Regions from separate parts of the Sus scrofa genome. Here regions 2, 3, 4 and 5 are each linked to region 1. A link is a contact called in public HiChIP or PLAC-seq data. All regions are on one chromosome and are shown on one strand. The core of a region is the stretch at or near the end of the contact, and the rest is flanking DNA. Distances in the headings are between cores, read along the strand shown.

Region 1 (2,589 bases), core at 66-2,565:
AAAAATATCTACTATCTAGCTCTTCATAGAAAAAGTTTGCTATCCCTTGCCTAAGACTGTCAGAGTATGATTGTGTTCCCATGATTGCAAGGCAAGTTTAGCACAAGACCCAGGATTAAAGATCTAGACCTTTGTGTGAGCAGTTGAGGAAGCCACTGCCTCAGGTGAGAACCTGAGGATGTCAAGACCCTTAAAGATGAAGTCCTAGACAGATTTGTCTGAAACCATTCCAGCTCTGGAATTTTCAGCTCTTGAAGTCAATACCTTATTTAAAATCTTAAATTAGCTAGAATTGGTTTTTGTTGCTTGTAGCCAAAGAAACTTAAGGGATAAAGTCATTTTGAAGAAATCCCGCTTTAGGTGTGGAGGGAACAGGATTAATTAGTTCCCAAGATCTTTGCCTTATGGTGAAAACAGCAGACACCTGGCAGAAGATGCAAAATCCATCCTAATAGCGCCCTCTAAGACCTGAATTTGTCCTGTTCTGGGAGAAATCCTAGAAGCTCAAGAGATGAAATTAGTGTCTAAGACTTTCACTTTTATTACATGTCTATGTCTTCCCTAGGTATAAATACCAGGGGTCTTCAGGACTTAGGATTTTTATATTCTCGTACTGGAATTACCCATATACTACATGCTTTATCTTGTATAGACGCTTCAATATCAAATATAAACTTACAGTCAAATAAGACTATAAATACATGTAATATTTTGATTTTAATATTTTTAGAAATTTAAATCTATTTTTTTTCTTATTAAATCCACACCCTGCCACTTAAGCTGCAAAGCATGTTTTTGCTTAGTAACCTAGGGAAAGGTTGTGACATGGTAGGAAACAAAATAAAGAAACCAAAGAGACCCACACCTTTAAAGTGATGGCACGCCTCTGGGTGTGGACAAATTATTTGCATGAAATACCACTTGTAAGGGTTGCTTTTTGCTTCTGAAGAAGGAAAGATTCTCCAGAGTATATACAGGAAAGAAAGGGAAAATTGAAAGAGAGAGGGTAATGGCAATACAAATGGATGGGCCTTAGACAGAGGGTTTCTGAACTGCTGGCGGCCTGGCGAGGGCATCTTTCTTAGGTTCTCTGACTGGACCCAGGAAGCTTTCTGCACCTTCTCTGGCCTCTACTATGTGGTGTGTGGGCTGCACTGCCATGCCTAGGTAGGCCTGGGTAGATCCAGGGGAAGCTGGCAGGGGTGTGTGGTGTGAGGGTGCTAGACGGGGAGATGAACTATAGCCCTCAGGCCTCCGTTTGTACTCCTCCTTCTCTCCCTCCATGGTACAGCCAGTCTGGCCGGCCCTGCTTTGACAGAAACCCAGAGAAGTGGCAAAATTCCCAGGTAGAGTTTTGAGAGAGAAGAGTTCTAAATTTATTGAATAGAATTTTCACGACCTTTTGCTCCTCCTGCAACATCAGAGTTTAACATGGAAATTAAATTGAGTCAAAGAAGACAATTTCTCGCAACCTGAGTTTATGGATGAAGATTGATGACCTTCTAGGTCAGATATATTTGTCTGTTAGTTTGGAAAATCAAGAGCTGACTTCACTTCTCAGTCATTCCAAGTACGACAGTGACATTTTGGCTGCACACCAGCAGCCAACAGCATGCAAGTGTTAGCACAGGTTATTTGTATTTCATGTTTCTAGATTTTGCTTCATTGCAACATTGCTGTTCATTTTGAAAAACTTTTTTATTCATTTGATTATGAGGTCTATTCTTGATTGAGAAAGGGTGAATCACAGGTTTCATTAGGAAGCTCTTAAGAGAGATTTTCATTTTCTTTACCATGGAACCAATGAGATAGTAGAACAAGAATACATTAATCTGTATAATTGTTTCCCTCCTCTAATACATAGCAGGTTTTGTGGAAATATTAACACAACAGCTGTGCTGAATAATTCTTCTTCAACCAAACAAAGGACAATGTGATTAATCTATTGTATTTCTAAAATCTCCTGTTTTTCTCATCCTTCACTCAGGGAAAAAAGGGAGGTGAGAAAACAGAAAGTGAGCTATGGTGAAAGCTTTTCACTGGCAAAGTAACAGGAGGCCCTCGATGTTACTTCTGGCCCAAAGGAAAGTAGGTGTCTTATGGGTCAGTGGTTCTCAATCAGGGGCTGTTTTGCCCACGAGGGTATTTGACAAGTTCTGGAGACATTTCTGGCCGTCATTTCTGGTGGGGTGGAGAAACGAGGAAGGGGTGCTATTGGAATCTAGTGTGAGCAGGCCAGAGATGCTGCTAAATATCCTACAATGCAAAGGAGGGTCCCACCCCAACAGAGAATTCTCTATCCCCAAATATCAACAGTAGTGGCAAGGTTGAGAAACCCTGCTCTTGAGGTAATCAGGAAAGGAGATAAGATTTAAACAAGTTAGTGGGATGGCAGGGTTTTTTCAGAATGAGAGGAGGCACATGGACATCTTTGAAAAACAAGGAAAGAAGAGGAAAGTATTTGAAGAGTTAGATAATTCTTTTATATTTGAGGCAAATTTTAAAGGGAGATTCTGTCTGAATGTGTGTATTCTTACCAACTTTTTAAGGAAAGAATAAAATTCCTTGAAATCAGTATTATGGTTGTTA
Region 2 (2,589 bases), core at 37-2,536, 480 kb after region 1:
CTGCAGCTCAGATTAGACCCCTGGCCCAGCAACTACATATGGGGTGAAACAACAACAAAACCTGCAAAATTGCTATCTCCTTTTATCTGATTTCCTGTTTTGATAAGAACACGAACCAGACTGAATTAGGGCCCATCCTAATGGCCTCATTTTAAATTAATCACCTCCTCTATCTTGAAATATAGTCACATTCTGAGGTACTCAGAGGTTGCAGGTTCACCATATGAATGGGGGGCATAATTTAACCTATGATATTGCAATTGTATAAAAGCTTAATTTTATTAAATCTCTGTATGTCACAGGCACATTGGACTATAGCACCCTTAATTCACATTTAATTACATGTCAAAGAATAATGTTCCCCAATTTGAATTTAACAATGACCTAGAATTATATAGCAATGTCAATAATATCATTTATTCGATATAAATATATAAAATAAAATACAATATAGAATTTATATACTATGTGGTATATTATGTATGGTTAATATTTATATAGCAATATCAATAAGAATGTTCTTATTAATAAAACTTTATTACAAAATGATTGACAAAATACTTTTATCCGTGTGATTTGATTCCTAGCTTCTATGAGGTATACAGGGCAGATATTTTTATCCCTACTTAACAGAACAGAGGATTGAATGAAGCCCAGAATGGTTAATACTAAGTTCATAGGGGTAATAAATAGTTTCTCATATTATCGATTTCTTTTTATGATACAGTTATTAAATGCCCCCTCCCTTCACAGTATACCATGGCTCTAACTTCGGATCAAGATATTTGAACAGGGATTGTACCATGTTAGTTAAAAACACAGACTGTGGAGCCTGCCCCCCTGGTTATAAATCTGTCTTCACACTGATTGACCGTGTCATAATTGGAAAAGTAATTTAACACCTCTGTCTCTCAGGTATGATATTGATGACAGTACTTACCTAAGGGCTTTATTGAGAGGATTAAATGAGTTAATTAATAACAAGTACATCAAACATTACCTAGCATACACTAAATGCTCAATAAGTGTTAGCTATTACTATGGAAGGATAAGAGACTGGTTTTAATAGCAAAACGACATCCTATAACATGGATATATTATAAGGGATTCAACCATTTCCCAGCTGAGTCCAGTTTTTGCCATCTGTTTCCCTTCGGAAAAACAAACGCAAAATGAACACTTGGACTTAATAAAAACACCAAGTGCCATGTTGGCATGGATGCCTGGATTGAGGAACTCCCCAATACTGCCTGGTTCCGAACAGGCTCTGACAGTGAGTGTGATGGCCTGATGGTCCTTCTGAGGTCAGCAGACTTGGTGTGGAGGTCTCCTAAGAACAGGCTATCTCGTGGGACTTTGAGTATTTCCTGCCCGGGATCAGCAACATCTTTTCTTGCAGTATTTTGGCAGGTTTGTCCTTGTTCCCGGCCAGAATCAGGAAGTTCAGAAGCACATGAAAACAAACAATACGTTGAAACGCTTCTCTCAAATTATTCAAAGTTCAAAAAAACAAGAGCGATATTGGGACTTGGTATTTTATCTTATTAGTTATATTTCTTCTCATTAATGTGCCCATCCTTTTCTTCCCAATGAATACTTTCCTTGGCACTGATTTCCATGAGACTTTTTTTTTTTCTTTGAACTATATTTAGGTATAGGAAGTGATTAGACAGGGAATCACTATATTTTGCAAAGATTTGCAGGCATTTTCATGACCAGGACTGTTTTATCCTCTGTTCAATTTTCAAATTATACTTTGTTATTAACATAAATCTTAAGGATTATAGCTCTTCTTAAAAATCAGTATGATTTTTTTTCCTAAAAATCTCTTCCCTTCATTTCAGTGATCATAGTTGGATCAACTACAAGCCAACATTATAAAGTGCTACTTTTCAAAAATTTACTTATTATTTAAGATTACCTAAATATTAGGCTCCTTAATAAAACCTTTCCAATTCCCCAACTCCATGTGATACTCAAGGAACTCTGCTTCTGTTTCTCACTATGGTCGCTCAGCTAAACCCCATGTACTTTTCTTAATCATCGTGTCACTTACGCTTTCAGCAAGATCCTTCTGAAAACCATTCCCTCCCTCTTGAATTACTCTCTTCCATGACAAAATGAGCTTCTGGATTCCCTCCCACCTCCACCGCTGCCCCTTCTCCTTTATAGATTCCTGTTCTAGCAAGATACTAAATGTTAGGGTTGCTTAAAGCTTGATGCCAGGCCCTATTCACTTATCACTTCACTTCCTAGGCGTCTTTACACATGCCCATAGTTTTACACATGCCCATGTCTTTACACATGCCCATAGTTTTATTTGATTTATAAACTTATATCCCTATCCCAGACTTTCCCTATGGGTCCAGAACCATATATCTGATTGCCTACTTGACATTTTTTCTTTGAAATCCCAGGAATACTTAAACTCAGTGTGGCCAGAGTTGATCACATGAACTTCTCCCCCCAAATCTGGTCCTTCTAGAATTTCCTTTTTCTGTGCTTAGCACAATCCATCATCCAGTTATGAACACCATAAATCTAGGAATTATCCTTGATACTTCCCTCTCCCTCAGACCTCACAGGCAA
Region 3 (2,589 bases), core at 41-2,540, 440 kb after region 1:
AAGAAAAGTCATAGGACAGAATTTTGGCCTAATTACATTTGCAATTCCAGTGATACCATCTTGAAAGTGCCCTTTGCTTACAATTTTTAACCAAATTTTCATCTATTGTACGTCAGTCTATACAATGAGACTAAATAGCTCTAATCATACAATTGCCAAAATACTCTGATTGATTTGGGGTGGAGAAATGGAGTTTAAGTTTCGGTTGGGTCAAAATACACACAAAAGTAAAATGAATTTGCCAGTACTTGGTTGTCAACTAAACCCTTAGCTAAAATAAGTTAAAGTGTGAGAGGCTTGTGTTCTCATTTTTGAGTAGTCAATTATTTATGGTATGAATGGCCACTTAACATCAAAAACCTGTTGAATCACTGAGTTTTTTACTTGAATTTCGTGTCTAGATACCCTTTTTGTTGGGATGATATCTGGTTAAGACTTACTAATGCAAAAAGCCAATACATAACATTTTGCCATTAGAATTCCAACCACAACTTTTTAGGAATCAAGATTGATCGCTCTTGACAAGCAGCAGACCTTTCCAAAGCGCCATAGGGAGAGAAACTTCTCAGAAACCAGGGGCTTTGTAAGGAGATCAACATAATAGCTCATTTCCTAATGAAACTGGCAGGGTCAATGTCTTCTAGTTGTGTTGAAGAAAACCACTAGATTTCCTCATGAGATTTCAAAGTTTGGATGATCTTCAACTGGAGACAAAGGACATCCTGAAATCATATAACGTCTCCTCTCCCTGAAATGTCCAAAGACACCTAAAAACATTCAGAATTACCAACATGTTTGTTGAATAAAGACTGCCTCCATCCCATCTCCAAGGTCTATTTCCTGGGACCTCAGGAGCAAGGAGAAACAACAAGCAAAGGGAACTAAGGAAAAGAATGTCTGGTTAATTGCTTTTAGAGGAATAGGACCAGTAAAAATTATCCCAGTTCAAAATGGACAACTCATTTGTAAATAGGGAAGAGGGATTTTCATAGATGGTATTTTACAGAATGCAGAGAAAAACATACTCAACCATGTCTATTGACCTTAAATATCTATTAGACTAAAAGGAATTCCATTGAGGACACTGATTTGAAAGAAAAAAAAACTGATTTACATAAGAAGTAGTTTAATAGAACATAAGGCTTTTAGGTTCTGGTATGAAAGTATCAGAAATAGGATCGGGAAGTCAGCAACCTAAATACACATAATCCACTTTTCAAATGCATGAATTATGGATGAGCCACCCTGAGCAGTTGTCAGCATTGACATGTCAAGCTGACCTGTGCTTCAGACCAGAGGTGGTCTAATAGCAACTTTACAGGGTAGGAGTTAGAGTGACTCATGGTTGAGCAGAGAGAAGGTGGAAGAATGAATGCAGACTTCATCACTGGCTCCAATCTCAACATAGTTCCTCAGTGCAGTTCTGGAGAATTAATCAAATCCCTGGACATGAAATCAAAAGGCACCTTCCTACTTGCTATGCAGATGTAAACGTTCCCCTCTGTGCACCAGAGCCAAAGTGCGAGCTGCGGAGAGCTGAGCTTTGGTGGAGCCATGCCAGGAGGGCACAGTCATTTGAAACTGATTCAAGCTCAGAACGACAACTTTGGCAAGGGCAGGTGGTAGCTTTGCTGATTTGAGCAGAAAAAACCAAGGCGCTAGGCATAAATTTCTAAGTTTTAATTATGTAAACTCCAAGAACATAGTGGCTGTTTGAATACTGCCCTAAAGTCCGCTTGATTAATCTCCCCCAAATCATACCATTCAGTTTTCATAACTATTTCACATTCAAGATCTTAGCTCTCACCTCCTCACAGTTGAAATTAAAGGAACTGCTTCCATAAATAAGAAGCTAAAATCTTACTTTCCAATTAAGAAAATAGTGATGATGATTTTAGGAACATTGAACATGCCTTTACAGAAAGTATCTACTATAAATTGATCATTCCCCATATACTAAAACTTAGACCTCTGCCAAGCTTCAAGAGGGATACAAAAAAATACAAGTTATTAGCCCCTCCTCTTGAGAATTTACAATACAGTTTGGAATCAGGGAATTTGAATAAAACATTAAGGAACAATTCAAACCCTCGTATTTATTTATTTTTTGTCTTTTGTCTTTTTTTTTAGCGGCATACGGAGGTTCCCAGGCTAGGGGGTCTAATCAGAGCTATATGTGCCTGCCACAGCCACAGCCACAGCAACGCCAGACCCAAGCCAAGTCTGCAACCTACACTACAGCTCACAGCGACGCAGATCCTTAACCCACTGAGCAAGGCCAGGGATCGAACCCGCAATCTCATGGTTCCTAGTCAGATTCGTTTCTGCTGCGCCACAACAGGAACTCCACACATTCTCATACTTAGATGTAGAATATTAGTCTGAAAAATTAGAATAAATTAGAATCAAAATGACTGTTTTAAACCTAATGATAAAGATGAATGTCTAATTTATCCCCTTTTTCCTTAGCTAATCACCATTTTGCAGAGCTTTTTTCCTGAATAAGGATTGTTTCTAAATCTAAGTCCTAATCCCCGATCTTCACCGTGTCCTTATTCTAAGGGAGGAAGGAACTGATTCTTTTCACTT
Region 4 (2,589 bases), core at 67-2,566, 400 kb after region 1:
TGAAGTGTGAGCTATCAAAAACTACATAAACCAGACAGAGCTGTTTTCTGACTCAAGGTGACAGAGCAGACCAATGCCTGAATGATATTTCTGTCTAAAGATGGAAATAGGATTATGAATTCACTATATCTAATTTGCACCTTCCTTTGAAAAGGTGGAGTCCCCAAAGAAATTTTTGCCTGGTGCTTTTCTTCCTGAGAATAAGTAATCAAATGGAAAATAGAGGACAGGTAGGATGACTGACCACACAGTTCATGAAATTAGCAAGAGAGCAAGGGGGAAATTGTCAACTGTGACAGTGACAAACCCCAAGTCTGAGTCAGTGACATCTGGATAACCCCTCTTCGCCTTGTGACCAGATAAATATACATTGTTGATTCCCGGATTCCTTCCATACTTGGTGCAATGCTTGAAAAAAATTTTGACCAGGTTTTTGGCATTTTCAGCTTTTCTGGGAATAGTTCTAAATGACCTAGGGGAAATTTTCTAAACCAGCGAACAGTTTTGGCAGCAAAAGCAAGCCTCAGTATGTATTACGATTGAAACAAAGTAGTTTAGCCTTTTACTCATGCAAGGATCTCTGAGAACATCTGTGTTAAGCAGAATAAAATGAATCTGATATCTCTATTTTTAATATGTGGACAAATGTTTTACATTTTATTATTTTAACTCTTTAAAACAATTGATGATTTGCTAACAAACAAGAAATTAACTAGATGATCAACACCAACCTTGTAATTTACTCTTACAGAATCAAGTTCTCAATTGTACTATATTTGTTCCACTTATATGGTTGCTTTCTCTGTTATCATGTTAAAAAAAAAAGTATAAAACAACCTGTCTAGGCCTTCATTATTCTCATCTGTATAGTGGAGATAATAGGTCCTTTATCAAAGGGCTACTGAAATAATTAGATAATACAATATAAGTAAAATTTCTAACCCAGTGGCTTACACAGTAGATTCTTTCTGATACACTCCCTTCTACCTTCTTGTTATTTTCTGTGGCACTTGGGGAAAAAAAGTGTGTGAGGATGTCAGTGGATTAATTGTGTCAAGTCCAACTAGTAAGGGCACAAAGCCAGGTATGTCTAAAGGAGCTTCCATTTCTGAGTGCTAACTGCATACCTGGCACATAATAAATGCTCTATAAATATTAGCTATTATCATAGCTCACGCCTCGTTTTACCCTCACAATAACTCGGGAGAGTGTTTACTTTCATTCTCATTTTCCAATTGATGAAAGTAAGGCTCGGAAGGTCAAGTAACTTCCCCAATGTCACACAGTAGGGTTATGACAGAGCCAGAATTTCAGCTCAGATCCTCTCCAGAGCTCTTGGCCTCGCCCCTGCACGCGCTGCACCTACGGGAGGGTAGAAAGTATTGGGCAGGCAGGCCTTGGGCGAAATCAATCATCCGGAACAGACCAGGAAATAAACCAAAATAAAAAGACAAGGTAACTGGCTTCTCACCTGTGCATTCTAAAAGAAATCTCCAATAACTAACTCTAAGCCTACTTACTTACAAGCATAATACATATAACTCAGCCAGCTTGGTCATCTGGTCTTAGAGCCTCTAGAATATTTAAAGCAATAGAATTGAAGATAGGGATAGGTTTCTACAGCCAATTGCCCTGAAAACAAGAAAAATGACTTCTAAAAACCTGCGAAATGCTGACCCCAAACTATTAAAAACTGTAGTAGCCCAGAGCCATTTATTAGCATAGGAGTGAAAAACCTGAGAACACTCAAATAGTCCTTGAAGTAATTGATAGTCATCATAAAGTCATTTAAATTGTTCAAACAGAACTGAAATATGTTACACATTTCATATAAAAGGCAAATTTCATCCAATTATTCTTTTTAGTTCAGAGACTTAAATAGGAAGTATCAGGGTGGGGGGAGGAACACTTAAATAATCCTTTCTGTTGATAGCATTAGCTAATAACTAAAGGATTTTGGCAGTATTTTTTTTTCATTATTAATACTGAAAATTTAACAACATAAGCTTTAATTTTTCACTTGCTGGACTTTTTTACAACATATTAAAAAAAATTTTTTTGGCTTTTTAGGGCCACACCCACAGCATATGAAAGTCCCAGTCTAGGGTCCAGTCGGAGCTGTAGCTGCCAGCCTATGCCACAGCCACAGCAATGTGGGATCCGAGCCATGTCTGTGACCTACACCCACAGCTCACAGCAACGCCAGATCCTTAACCCACTGAGCAGGGCCAGGGGTCAAACCCACATCCTCAGGGATCCTAGTAAGGTTCATCACTGCTGAGCCATAATAGGAACCCCCTAAAATTCTTTGAGTTGGGTGATCAAAGTTGTACCAAAGGCAAGTGTTACAGCAGGCAACAGTGAAACATCACTGACTGATAAGGAAAATGGGTTCTTGCATCATTTAAGAAAGAGTTGGCAGTTTTTTTTTTTTTTTTTTTTTTCTTTTTAGGGCCTTACCTGTGCATATGGAGGTTCCCAGGCTAGGGGTCCAATCAGAGCTACAGCCGCTGGCCTACACCACAGCCACAGCAACATCAGATCCAAACTGCATCTGCGACTTACACCACAGCTTGCGGCAAAGCCAGA
Region 5 (2,589 bases), core at 53-2,552, 290 kb after region 1:
TTCGTTACTGCTGAGCCACACCCAGAAGTCCCTCACCCAGTTATCTTTAATTTAGCTTGTTGTCTTTGGTTTTCATCCTCATTTTTTATTTTTTTTTTTGCCTTTTCTGTATCTCCTTGTCTTTCTCCTCCTGTTTCATGACAGTCATGTCTACTAGCTGCCTGTTTTAGGAGCCAAATTCTTAAATATTTCTTAGCTGTAACAATAATTATTTTTTCCTATGTATATTTAGATAATTTCCTTACTCTATAATTTTTTCCAAGTCTTCACATATAGAGTAGCCTTCCATACTCAGTGTTCCAATTGATAGAATATTTGATTGACATTGGGCCTTCTCACAGTTATTCCAGTGTTGATGCTCCCTAACAGTTAAATAATAGGTAATAATCAGGAGCAAAGCAAATCTGTATATTCTCCTGTGTATGTGAGGTGAATGATTAATGAAATTGACTGGTTTATATGGGGTCTTTATTTGATGGGAGAAATAGGAATTACACATCTCTGTTAAGCGATTCTTTAAACTTTGAATTTGAATATGTTTACATTTACTGGAAGTTCTCAGCCAGGCTCATAGTAGATGTTTAATAAATATTTTTCGGTGAATGCTTGAATGAGTAGAGACCAGAACGTTGCGGGAATAAACCTAAACTTGGTAGGGAGAGCTGAGCTGAAATTGGGGCTGGTGCCTTCTTCCTGTCCCCACAAGGCAGTCTTTCTGAGCCATGGAAGTAGGACACATGGAAGGCTCAGACTCCATATTGATATGCAGCATCATCTCCCATGGATCATGCTCAGTTGTATTTCAGCAATTGGTAATATTTGCAATACACAAAGCCCCTAGTTTCCAAGGACAGTCACTTCAGGGCTTGCGATTTATATAGAGAGATAAGTGTGGAGAAACATTGATTATTATATGCCCAGTTGTCCTAAACCACAAAGAACTAGAAAGCAGAATGCCTGGGTTCTAATCCTGCCTTGGGCCCTTTCTGACCTTGAGAATGTTTCTGAATCTTTCTGAGTTTCAGTTTCCATATCTGAAAAATGGAGAACTTGAACAAGCTCATCTCTAGGGAAGCTTTGGCTGTAAAACCCTACAATTCACTTTTTAGATAAGACACTGCTTCCTTTACTGGACACTGAGAAGGTTTATCCTATGAATGTGCCTCTCAGAGCTTTATAGGTATTTGTTTAGATGTAAATAGGAAAATTGCTTATGATTCTCCTCACTGTAGTTTGAGATTAAAAGGGTGCATTTTTTTCCAATATGTTCAGTTTTCAAAGACACAGTGGAGGAAGTCAGCCAATTTCTGCCCACACAACCTCCAAGTGACGTCAATGGAAGCAAAGCACACAGATCTCTAGGCAAGTTTTGGCTCATTATGTGAGGTTTTTTTTCTTTTTTTAAAGAACAACTGCAAAAATGATTTCTCTCAACTCAAATTACACAATTTTTTCTTCTTTGTGCCCTGAGTCAGCAATAGACATAATGTGGAAAATAAAGCAAGATCTCCTTTTTACACATTAAGTAAAACAAGACAGAATTATGTGAAATGCACGTTGTTTTAGATTCTCAAACACTCTAAAGTGGCATTCCTCTTGCCTTGGCCTTGTCCTAATTTCAATAGAGAAGGCTTAATAAATAATCATTAAATATACAGTGGGAAAAACACACCTAAGCATCCTCACTTTGATCCTAAATTTTATCTCTAATGCTGACACTAATGCTATTATACATCTTGGGTTTGTAACTTAGCTCTTGAAAATATTTTAAAGGATACTCCTGGCAAGAAAATATAATTTGTGTTTTGTCCTCAGCTCAGCTTTACACAGTAGAGTCCAATAGATCTGATAATTGCATTCTACATAATATAAAAATGATTATAAGAAGAGGAACAGTTAAGAGTCAAGGAGCCCTTAGTATGTGATGGGCACAGCCTCGCTCCATCCTCACAGCTACCTTGTAAGGTTGCTATTCTCCTGATTTTACTGCCTAGGAAACTGAGGGTCTGAGAAGTTGGGCAGTTTCCCCCAAGTCACACAGCTGAGCAAGTGGCATTCCAATTCTAAACCAAGCAGTCTGGCTTTAAAATATAACCACTATGCTATCCAGACAGTAACTTGTTTACTTTTCTACTCAAAAAGCATTTAATGGTACCTACCCATTCTAGATTCTGAGAATAGTCAGTTATCAGGTAATGTGGAATAGAGGAGTGGAAACAAAGTGAATAGGTAGTGAAGGGAATCAACTTTTGTTTACGCCTACGCTGGACCAGACACTATGCAAGACAACTCACATCTACTTAATTGTACAAAAGCTGTATAAGCGAAGTGGTATCAGTGACATTTTATCAATAAATAAACTGAGCATTCAGGAGGTATGACTTGCCAAAGATCATGCAGCTGATATAGACTTGAATTTTAACCCTAGTCTGTAAGTTTCCACCACCTGCGCTTTCCTCACTACACATGCTGCCTTCCTGAGCATGACTAACAAAATACTTACAGTGTGCTCTCTTGTCTAGAGCAGGGGCATGCACAAGTGCCCCCCAGTATTTGGGAACATCTTAGAGTTTTTTGGAGGTGATGCTA

The links. HiChIP or PLAC-seq counts read pairs in DNA pulled down with a chosen protein or histone mark.
Region 2: a contact with region 1 is called in an H3K27ac HiChIP or PLAC-seq map of skeletal muscle, with 9 times the contacts expected there. The contact joins two enhancer-like sites. A contact is called at or near these places in 1 of 47 Hi-C or Micro-C datasets (epiblast stem cells) and 1 of 2 datasets of contacts at active chromatin or transcription factors (skeletal muscle).
Region 3: a contact with region 1 is called in an H3K27ac HiChIP or PLAC-seq map of skeletal muscle. The contact joins two enhancer-like sites. A contact is called at or near these places in 1 of 47 Hi-C or Micro-C datasets (fetal heart ventricle) and 1 of 2 datasets of contacts at active chromatin or transcription factors (skeletal muscle).
Region 4: a contact with region 1 is called in an H3K27ac HiChIP or PLAC-seq map of skeletal muscle. The contact joins two enhancer-like sites. A contact is called at or near these places in 1 of 47 Hi-C or Micro-C datasets (embryonic fibroblasts) and 1 of 2 datasets of contacts at active chromatin or transcription factors (skeletal muscle).
Region 5: an H3K27ac HiChIP or PLAC-seq map of skeletal muscle shows a contact between it and region 1. The contact joins two enhancer-like sites. A contact is called at or near these places in 1 of 47 Hi-C or Micro-C datasets (embryonic fibroblasts) and 1 of 2 datasets of contacts at active chromatin or transcription factors (skeletal muscle).

Annotation. Positions count from the first base shown.
Region 1 is chr1:28,533,442-28,536,030 of Sscrofa11.1, reverse strand. No RefSeq gene overlaps it. Among named protein-coding and RNA genes, the nearest start is that of AHI1, 32 kb to the left of the region's middle. Within about 2 kb of position 1,315, at least 4 of the 83 cell types and tissues checked have an H3K27ac peak or open chromatin away from gene starts, as enhancers often do. A contact at or near this core is called in skeletal muscle, where this site is marked.
Region 2 is chr1:28,057,143-28,059,731 of Sscrofa11.1, reverse strand. The region is part of intron 3 of PDE7B (cAMP-specific 3',5'-cyclic phosphodiesterase 7B); the gene reads left to right. Among named protein-coding and RNA genes, the nearest start is that of MTFR2, 150 kb to the right of the region's middle. Within about 2 kb of position 1,286, at least 9 of the 83 cell types and tissues checked have an H3K27ac peak or open chromatin away from gene starts, as enhancers often do. A contact at or near this core is called in skeletal muscle, where this site is marked.
Region 3 is chr1:28,093,487-28,096,075 of Sscrofa11.1, reverse strand. All of the region lies in intron 3 of PDE7B (cAMP-specific 3',5'-cyclic phosphodiesterase 7B), which reads left to right. Among named protein-coding and RNA genes, the nearest start is that of MTFR2, 190 kb to the right of the region's middle. Within about 2 kb of position 1,290, at least 3 of the 83 cell types and tissues checked have an H3K27ac peak or open chromatin away from gene starts, as enhancers often do. A contact at or near this core is called in skeletal muscle, where this site is marked.
Region 4 is chr1:28,136,573-28,139,161 of Sscrofa11.1, reverse strand. The region is part of intron 3 of PDE7B (cAMP-specific 3',5'-cyclic phosphodiesterase 7B); the gene reads left to right. Among named protein-coding and RNA genes, the nearest start is that of MTFR2, 230 kb to the right of the region's middle. Within about 2 kb of position 1,316, at least 3 of the 83 cell types and tissues checked have an H3K27ac peak or open chromatin away from gene starts, as enhancers often do. A contact at or near this core is called in skeletal muscle, where this site is marked.
Region 5 is chr1:28,246,479-28,249,067 of Sscrofa11.1, reverse strand. The region is part of intron 2 of PDE7B (cAMP-specific 3',5'-cyclic phosphodiesterase 7B); the gene reads left to right. Among named protein-coding and RNA genes, the nearest start is that of PDE7B, 180 kb to the left of the region's middle. Within about 2 kb of position 1,302, at least 25 of the 83 cell types and tissues checked have an H3K27ac peak or open chromatin away from gene starts, as enhancers often do. A contact at or near this core is called in skeletal muscle, where this site is marked.